3 separate regions of the Sus scrofa genome follow, and all the other regions are linked to region 3. The links are chromatin contacts, called in public Hi-C and HiChIP or PLAC-seq maps. All regions are on one chromosome and are shown on one strand. The core of a region is the stretch at or near the end of the contact, and the rest is flanking DNA. Distances in the headings are between cores, read along the strand shown.

Region 1 (2,791 bases), core at 216-2,715, 36 kb after region 3:
TTCCAAAGAGGAAAGGAGGAATATCAAGACATGTCATACAGGTGAAGGGGGAGGTGCATGTAGCCTTGCACACATTTTACAGAAGTTTGCTGCTGGTCTTGTGAAGGTTACTACTAGTCACAGACATTAGTCATCATGAATGAATTTCAGTGTTTTTCTAGATATGAGAAGATGCAATAATTGGGCTCATAAAACCTTCCCCTAAAAATATCTAATAGTCTGAAGATCTGTTCATCCACTTTTCCCAGAGCGCAGAAGCCTCAGTCCTGGTCTCCACCCTGAGCTTAGGTCAGGGGGTACTGTGGGTGGGCAGCTGCAATAGAGGCTGATGGCAAGTGCTAAACTTCAGTTAACAAGCTCCTGTAAATCCATAGGACTTTCATAGACAGTACTTTCTTTGGAAATGAGTGCCTTTGAACTTATAAGTTATAATAGTTCTTAGTACTCATACCTGCAACTCAGGGATTTGGGGCTTTGCCTCTTGAAACGCCAATAGAAACTGACCATTTTTAGTGGTGGGGGGCAGGCACGTGAAGGCACTTCCAGCAAGACCAAGCATTCCCCACCTCCCGGTGGGGGCATCTCCCAGACAGCAGTCCGGCCTCCCTGCCGCAGCCAGACGCACGCCCGTCTGCGCTGCCCACTCTGGTGTGCACCCCCCTGACCCGCTCCAAGCACCGCGTCAGCGAACAGGGGCAGAGGATATTGAGTCAGGACAGAGGCCTGCTGACAGCAGTCTTAACCTTTGCATCCTCCCCAATTTCTACACATCGACAGTCAGTTAACTTTCTTCAGATGGTGGCGGGAGTCCCAAGAGGCCAAGGGACCCCGTGAGCTCAAAGGGCGGGGAAGAGTGAGGCCTCCGAGGGGAAGGACAGGCTCAGGAGGGTCCCGCTGATTGTGACGAGCCCGGGGCGTGACAGCGAAGCGTAACGGCCTAGGGCGTGGCCTCGCGGAATAGGCGGAGCCGAGGCGGGGCGGGCCTCGTAGGGTTGCTCGACCTTGGGCTGGATCTCTTGGGGTACGAAGGACTGGGGCGTGGCCTTACGGGGCTCTGTTGGGCTGAGCGCGGGGGCACACGGAGTTATGGTGGGCAGGGCGTGCCCTCACGGGGCTTGACGGCCGGGGGGAGGGGTGGGGCGGGCCCCCAGGGGTTTGACGGACATGGGGCGGGGCCCGCGGAGTGTAACAGGCGGGGCGGGTGTGTGGCCTCGCGGGGTAGGGAGGGCCGGGGCAGGGAAGGTCTGAGGATTATGAGGCTGGGGGGCGGGGCCTGGAAGGGAGTCTCACGGACTGGGGCGGGGCCTCGCGGGGTATATAAGGGGTTGGGGGGCGTGGCCTCGCCGGGTATGGATGGCTGGGGGCGGAGCTCGCGGGGTATGACGGGCCGAGGCGGGCCCTCGCAGGGTGTGATAGGGTAGGGGTGGGACCCCTCGGGTATGACGGGCTGGGGCGGGGCCTCGCAGGGAATGACGGGCCGGGGGTGGGGCGCCGCGCAGCCCGGGGCGCGCAAGCAGCACGCGGGAAGCACCGCTGCGCGCGCCCTGGCCCCTGGTCCCAGTGGGCTGCGGTCCGCGCGCAGCCGCGCCTCCCTCTCGGAGGCGGGAGGAGCCTGCCGCAGCCATGTTTGTGGCGCGCAGCATCGCGGCGGACCACAAGGATCTCATCCACGATGTGTCTTTCGACTTCCATGGGCGGCGGATGGCCACCTGCTCCAGCGACCAGAGCGTCAAGGTGCGCGCGGGGCCGAGCCCGGAAGTGGGGCAGGAGCGTGCGGGGCCCGCCATTGGAGCGGAGAGGCGCGTGGAGAGTTCGGTCCTCCCGATGTGAGGCGTACTCCTGGGCACGAGGCCTGGAGGTCGGCCGGTGGGCAGCCTCTGTCTTCCCCCCGGGTATTGTGGGATCACCGTCGCCCGAGGCCGCAGGGGGCGCGTGCTTGTACGCATCACGGCGGCGTGCGCGCCCCCGCGTGGGGGACGCCGGGCGCGCGGGTCAGCCCTTCTCGGTGGGAGCGCTGTGGCTGGCCCGTACCCGGGCCCTGGGTCCCAGAGTCGCCATCCGCGCCGTTTGGGTTTGTCCTCGCGGCGTCCCCGCCCTTCCGCAGACAGGCCGCGCGGTGAGAGCTCGCTCCTCCGGCTGTCGAGTTGGCTTGCGAGGGGCTGGCCCTCCGCCCTCCGTTTGGGTATAGCGTTAATGTCTGTTAACAGAACAGGTTTCCTTACCCGCTGAGTACTCGGTCTTCTAGTAGCTTTGTGCGCCAGCAGTGTTGCAGTGAAAATCATCATTAACTTAGCTTGTTGTATTTCTCCGGTGATTGCCTTAGGCACATTCCAGTAGAGAAATGAGTGCATCTTTTAAAAGCTTTTGAGAATAATCTGTAGATTGCCTTGTTGGGCTTGTATTACAACCGACGTAGAAGAGTATTGTGTTATTATCGTCCATGTCGGGCATCATCAGTGCAGTTCAAATTTTTGTTGTTTTGTTGTAGTGAGTACATATAACAAAATTCTCAACCACTTTTAAGTATACAGTCCAGTGGTATTAAGTACGTTCATATCTTTGTGCTACCGTCACCATCATCCATCTCCAGAACCTTTTGATTTGGCACTGTGCCCATTAAACATTCACTCAAAAGTCCCCCTGCCCTTGGCACCCACCTATCTGCTTTTTGTCTCTGAATTTGACTCCTCTGGGGACTCCTATAAGTGGAATCTTAAAATATTTATCTTTTTTGTGACTGCCTGATTTCACTTAGCATAATGTTTTGAAGTTTATACATGTAGCATGTATC
Region 2 (2,905 bases), core at 128-2,627, 43 kb before region 3:
CTCTGTAAATATTACATGCCATTTGCCAACAGGAAAAGGGAAGATCTTGTTATAGTAAATTACTGATACTAGTGTTCTCGGAAAGATGATGTCAACACTTAAAAAAAAAAAGTCACTTCTTTTTAATAGTCTGATTACCCTTTAACTGTTATATTATGGGAGAAAGTAGAAAGGTCAGCTACATAATTAAAATAAAGACCATCTACCTTCTAGATAACACATATCAAGAGAATAACATGTGCTTTTAAAATGCTACAGCCTCCCTAAAATTCAAGTCCCACTAAAATATAATGCCAAAGGAATGTATTTCCTCATGTTGTAATCACAAAAAAAACACAAACCCCAAAGATTAATCATGTCTATTGCACAAGTGAAAAAAGCAATTTGGCAAAAGAAGCAAGAATGCATAAGCACCAGGCAGGTTCCCTTCCATAGCCCTTGGAATTGGGGCTTATCTGGCAGGTCCTCCAGACCCTTCCATGGCAGTGGAGGAAATAGGCCTGGGCAGAGACAGAGGTGCCCTCTAAAGGGTACCAACACCCTGCCCTCTGAACTCACTGTTCTTTTCCCTCCGGTGTGAACATGGACCCCAGGTGTCACTATGGTTCATAAAAAACACCAATCACACACCCACATAAGTACAGAGCCATTCCTTGGAGCCCCAGCGCTGACCAGTGAGGAGCAGGGTGCTACCCTAAAGGCACCCCTACGAAAGGAAGGTAATCCTTGGGAAAGCGGTAGCTACTCAGGACTGGCTAAGAAATGTTTGCTCAACCTATATTTTTAACTCAGGACTGACTGATTTTTTTAAAAAAAACTCTCCGATACACCTACACCATTTTAATTCTTCCATTAAGATTAATAAAAAATGAAAAGTAGGTAACTCTTTGATTAAGAAGAGAATCTTAATCTGTGTAGAGAAAAAACTGAGTTTCTTGTATTAAATAAAACATATCCCTTTAAAACTATATACAAATACCTGCAAGTGACACAGGTCCCCTTAAACCTGAGGGTCTCCTCCCCCAGGTCACAGCTGGTCTGTGCGAAGTCTGAAGGGTTCACTCCAAATCAAACTTTCAACTTCCGAATTAGGAAAAACCCAGAAAGCCACATGCTTGCTCCTCTCCCAGAGGAGTTAATTCTGCATAGGAACCTCTGAGATGAGTGTCAAGATGTCAGAGCCCCCTAAGCTCTGGGTCCCCAGTCGCAGCACCCGCAACCTTCCTTAGGGGACGGCCATCTCCCTGCCCTGTCTTCAAAGGGTCCACAGAGGGAGAAAGTGACAGGGATTCTCACTTTGCCACACAACAGGCCACTAAAGCAAACAGACCACACTGCACAGGAAACCTAATTGCTCAACAACCACCAGCGGCAGAACGCAGGGATGAGCGCTTCCTCCTGCCAGGGAGGTGGCAGCCTGGGGAGGCGGCGGCCTCAGAGGGGCCAGCTCCCTCGGCCCCGCCCTCTCGGGCTGTTTTCTGAGAAACGGCGGCATCTGTCAAGAAATGACTGGCTCGAACCACAGCCGTAGCTGACAACAGAGCTGAGCAGCCTTTTCAACACTGTCACAATGAGCTTTTTTTAAACACCACCCCCCGCAACTGGCTTCACCTTTTATCATTATTACAAAGATATCTTCTGGAAAGTCCGTCAGGTCAAATAGGAAGGGTTCACATTTACTGGAGAGAGATCAGGATTAACAGAAGCTGGGAAGAAGTTCGACCATCAGAACAGCACAGACTCTGCCCCCACCCCCGCCCCCAATCTCCACAGAGGACAGTGGCCTGCAGCATGGATTTCCATGGTACACAGCACTTCCCTGCCAGGAACACAGCACGTGCGACAGCTGTGTCAACCTTCCTCGACCCTCCAAGGAGAAGGCGTGAGGCACCAAAAACATGAATTTTCTCTTGTAAATCAAGTGCTAAACCAAAAGCGGTGCTGGAACTAAAGCCAGGTCCCCATAAGCACTAAGTGCCATGTGACAAGGGAACAGATGAGCATCAGACAGAGTGTCAACACTGCAGTTGAGAAAAAGCCACCTGCCACAGGATCCTTCACTGCCGACATAACCACCATGTCATTCTCGGCTGAAGGACACAGCTGGCTGGTCACTGTTCCACCCCGACACCTGTGCAATGTTCTGCTCATCTTACTGACACTCGTGAGCCAAGGTCATGCCCTGGAAAAGCAGGGACAGCAAGGCCACCACTTGGCCCGGCCCTGTCTTCATCACTGCGCACACCGCTCTCATGGGGGACCTGCCTGTGACTTCCTTTCTCTGCTGGGTGCCAACCTCCCTGCACCCTCCATGGTCTGCTCCTGACCTTTACCACCTCCAACACTCAGCACACAAGTCCCACAAGCCGGACAAGAGGACAATATGACACTAAAAAGCTTTGTTCAAAGCTTTTTAAAAGAAAAGAATCCTATCAAGCAATGAACTTCACTGCCCCAGGAGCCAGGGAGCAGGCCAATGGGGAGGAGGAAGGCACACTTGGGCTGGGGGTGGGCAGGGGCCCTGAGGGATGTGCAAGGCACCACAACCACCCCCAAGCACATGAGAGTTTCCAGGAGAGAAGAGCAGCAGGACAGTGGGCAGACTGGACAGAGGAGGATAACCTACCCACTGAGAGCTCAACCAGGGGTCCCTCAGAGGTAGAGGAGACCGAGTGGCCACCAAGCCTCTCCCAGAGCACATGTCACCAGGCTGGCTACTTGGAGCACACAGTGGATTCAACCTTCTCCAAACAAGAGGTCAGCTGTCTGCAGACATCTGTCTCTCTCAGCCAATCATGATTTCAAGTTCCTAAACTTGACAGGACAGTTAGCTAACTAAATCCTGCTTACATATCCCCAAAATGACTCTACCCCGAGAGTCTCTGAGATGGAGAGAAGACCTGGA
Region 3 (3,042 bases), core at 336-2,835:
ATGTTAGCTGAATAAAGCTGCAACAGGCAGCTTTCTCTCTTCAAACATGAATTCTAATAAACCACTAACAATTTGGGGACAGGAGCCTCGGCTAAAACAAACAGAACTGCACAAGACATAGCTGGAAGGCTCCCACATAAAGCTTCCTACGAGAATTTGCATTTAAAACTTTCTATAGCTGGAAAAGTCCTTAAAGTTAATACCCAATTCTCCACACTCCAACCACGTGAATCAGGGTATTTATTACACTTCCTGCTAAAGTGTTCAAGAAGAAAACGTTACATCTCGAACACAAGAGAAACTGTCATCTAATTAAATGGGAAGGGGGAAAGTCCGGAATCACTGCGGTTTACAGGAAAGCCTTAATTCTGACGTTTCACTGTGCAGAGCGACCGCGGGAGCAGCATTAACTCACCAACCACTCAGTACGATCTTGGAAACAACGTGCTAATGATTAAACGGTGGAGAACAGACAACCGAGTCATTTTAAAAGAGCTTAACTCAAGTACACTTGGAAGTGAAATGCTCGGCAGGTAGCCTGAGAAGCCAACATAGAGCTCGTTCCCTCGCGGAAAGGACTGTAACCCAGGAGGGCCTGGGGAAACAAGCGCCCGGGCGGGGAACCCCTCACGTCGCGCGGAAGTCGGGATGGGGCACGGGGCGACCATTCTCGGCACCCCCTACCTCCCCGAGCTCCTCCCCGAACGCCGAGACAAACCGGGCGCGCCGCAACGCCCCTCCCCGCGAACCCCCGCCCCTGTCACCCCGAGCCCCGTCACCTCGGGCCCCGCCGCATCCCCGCCCACGCCCGCCACCGGCACCGCCCCCGGAGACGACTGCGCCTGCGCGCACGCCGGTACCCTGCTGCCCAGGCCCAGGCGGCGCACGCGCGTCCTGACGCGGCCCGCGCGCGGCCACTTCCGCCCCAGCGGGAGGCGGGGGAGGCGGCGGGCGCTGGCGGGCGCGAGCCGGGTCCTCGGAGGGGCAGGCGGCGGCTGCGTGAGCCCTCCACTCACCAGGTATAGCTGCTGCCAGCGATTCTGAGCGTCCAACTCCTCAAACTCCCGCTCGATGGCGGCCGACATGGCGGCGGGAGGGAGCTGGCGCGAGGGAGCCTGCGCCGGCGGAGAGGTTCGGGCCCCGCACGATCCGGGCAGCGCGCTGCCGCTGCCGCGCATGCGCGCTCCACGCCCGCCCCGCCCCCTCGCAGACCGGGGCGCGGGGAAAGTACCTGGTGCGTGACGTCAGCGCGCTGCTTGCGCCACGCGGGCGGGGCACCGGGGGAGGCGTGGTCCTGACGGCGCCCAGGTGGAGGGGGCGGGGCCGGGAGGAACCCCGGATATGCAGGCGAAGGACGCGGAAGGCGAGCTGCCGGGGTTCTGGGCCTCGTCGCTTGGCGAGTGTGCTGGGGAGACCTGTTTCCTCCTTGCCGTCCCATGTCTTTTTCCCTGTTAGTCTTAATTTTTAGAACAGCGTTGCTTGAACTGATTTTGGGGGAGGGGTTTATGCTTTTTAGGGCCTCACGTGCAGCATATGGAAGTTCCCAGGCTAGGGGTACAGTCAGAGCGCTGCTGCCAGCCACAACCAGGTCCAAGCCGCCTCTTCCACCTACACCACAGCTCATGGCAACTCCGGGTCCTTTACCCACTGAGGAAGGCCGGGGATCAAACCAGCATCCTCATGGGTACTAGTCCGAGTCTTCACTGCTGAGCCAGAACAGAAACTGCTGAACTTCATTTATTTATTTGTCTTTTTAGTGCCACTTGCTCTGCATATGGAGGTTTCCAAGCTAGGGTTTGAATTGGAGCTGTAGCTGCTGGCCTACACCACAGCCACAGCAATGCAGGATCCAAGCTGCATCTGTGGCCTATATCACAGCTCATGGCAATGCCGGATCCCTAACCCACTGAGCAAGGCCAGGGATGAAACCTGAGTCCTAATGAATACTAGTTGGGTTCATTTCCACTGAGCGACAATGGGAACTCCCTGAACTTTATTTTAAATGTCATCTAGGTCAGTTTAGACCCGTGTCCCACTTTCTCCTCTAGGAGGAAATAAACCAGACCTGAGGCCAGCTTCTGCGCAGCCTCGGGTTTTGTGCCAAATAAACCGCTATAGCAGAAGAGGTAACCTCTTCTGGAGGTTGGAGACTACACTTGTAAATGTTCCACAACTGAAAAGCTAGTGTTACCTCTGAAAAGGACAAATCATCTTTTACCAAACAAACTGCTGATGATGAAAATCATCTCACTTTATGTTAAGATAATCCATTGTTGGGAAGCTCACGTGCTTAGAACATCTTATATCACCTTCAGTAAGTAATGTGAAGGGTTAGAAGAACTTTAGCTGTGCATCCACTAAATAAAAGTTAAATTTAACCAAAGTTCCCATCGTGGTTCAGTGGGTTAAGAACCAAACTAGTATCCTTGATGTTGTGGGTTCATCCCTGGCCTTGTTCAGTGGGTTAAGGACCCCACATTGCTGTGAGCTGTGGTGTAGGTCACAGATGTGGCTCAGATCTGCTGTGGCTGTGGCGTAGACTGGCAGCTGCAGCTCCGATTCAATCTGTAGCTTGGGAACTTCCATATGCTGCAGATGCATCCCTAAAAAAAAAGTTAAATTTTAATTAAAGTGAAATGATAGAGTCCTCTGAGCTCTTTCTCAGCGAGGTCTGGGCTTTTGGAGTTCCCAGTTTCTCTCTGCATTGTCGAATTCCATTAGGAGTCCCCGAATCTCAGTATCTGAGCATTTACAGTTTAAATCAGGTTCCTCATCTTCTGCCGTCCCCCAAGTGACATCTGGCCCACCTTCAGCAAAAATCCTACTAGATCAGCTTGCCCAACCAACATCCCTCTCCCCTTTCTCTGTATAAACCAAGACTACTACAGGGTGTTCCCGAAGTGACGCAGCCAGTTATTAATCCCAGGTTGTCTTTGGATCAGTGCGGGTTTGACCCTGCAGAGGAACTTCAAATGGAGTCCTTGGGAAGTTGCATGTCCCCAGAGATAGACTTGAGTGTAGTTTCAGCTTTTCCAGAAATGG

What was found. A called contact is a pair of places that touch in the nucleus more often than the background predicts. HiChIP or PLAC-seq counts read pairs in DNA pulled down with a chosen protein or histone mark.
Region 1: a contact with region 3 is called in a Hi-C map of embryonic fibroblasts, with 1.8 times the contacts expected there. The contact joins the promoter of CEP192 here to the promoter of PTPN2 in region 3. A contact is called at or near these places in 1 of 5 promoter capture datasets (liver), 14 of 47 Hi-C or Micro-C datasets (alveolar macrophages, blood, embryonic fibroblasts and 7 more) and 2 of 2 datasets of contacts at active chromatin or transcription factors (alveolar macrophages and skeletal muscle).
Region 2: a contact with region 3 is called in an H3K27ac HiChIP or PLAC-seq map of alveolar macrophages. The contact joins the enhancer-like site here to the promoter of PTPN2 in region 3. A contact is called at or near these places in 3 of 5 promoter capture datasets (fetal liver, fetal skeletal muscle and liver), 6 of 47 Hi-C or Micro-C datasets (alveolar macrophages, blood, fetal liver and 2 more) and 2 of 2 datasets of contacts at active chromatin or transcription factors (alveolar macrophages and skeletal muscle).

What each region holds. Positions count from the first base shown.
Region 1 is chr6:96,732,474-96,735,264 of Sscrofa11.1, reverse strand. CEP192 (centrosomal protein of 192 kDa) reads left to right here and starts at 1,465. Exons shown (of 54, transcript XM_021096019.1): 1 at 1,465-1,734. The coding sequence starts at 1,624.
Region 2 is chr6:96,811,648-96,814,552 of Sscrofa11.1, reverse strand. The region is part of intron 2 of PTPN2 (tyrosine-protein phosphatase non-receptor type 2); the gene reads right to left. Among named protein-coding and RNA genes, the nearest start is that of PTPN2, 43 kb to the right of the region's middle. Within about 2 kb of position 1,377, at least 39 of the 83 cell types and tissues checked have an H3K27ac peak or open chromatin away from gene starts, as enhancers often do. A contact at or near this core is called in alveolar macrophages, fetal liver, liver and 1 more, where this site is marked.
Region 3 is chr6:96,768,407-96,771,448 of Sscrofa11.1, reverse strand. It overlaps PTPN2 (tyrosine-protein phosphatase non-receptor type 2), which reads right to left and starts at 1,585. Exons shown (of 9, transcript XM_021096023.1): 1 at 1,017-1,585. The coding sequence starts at 1,178.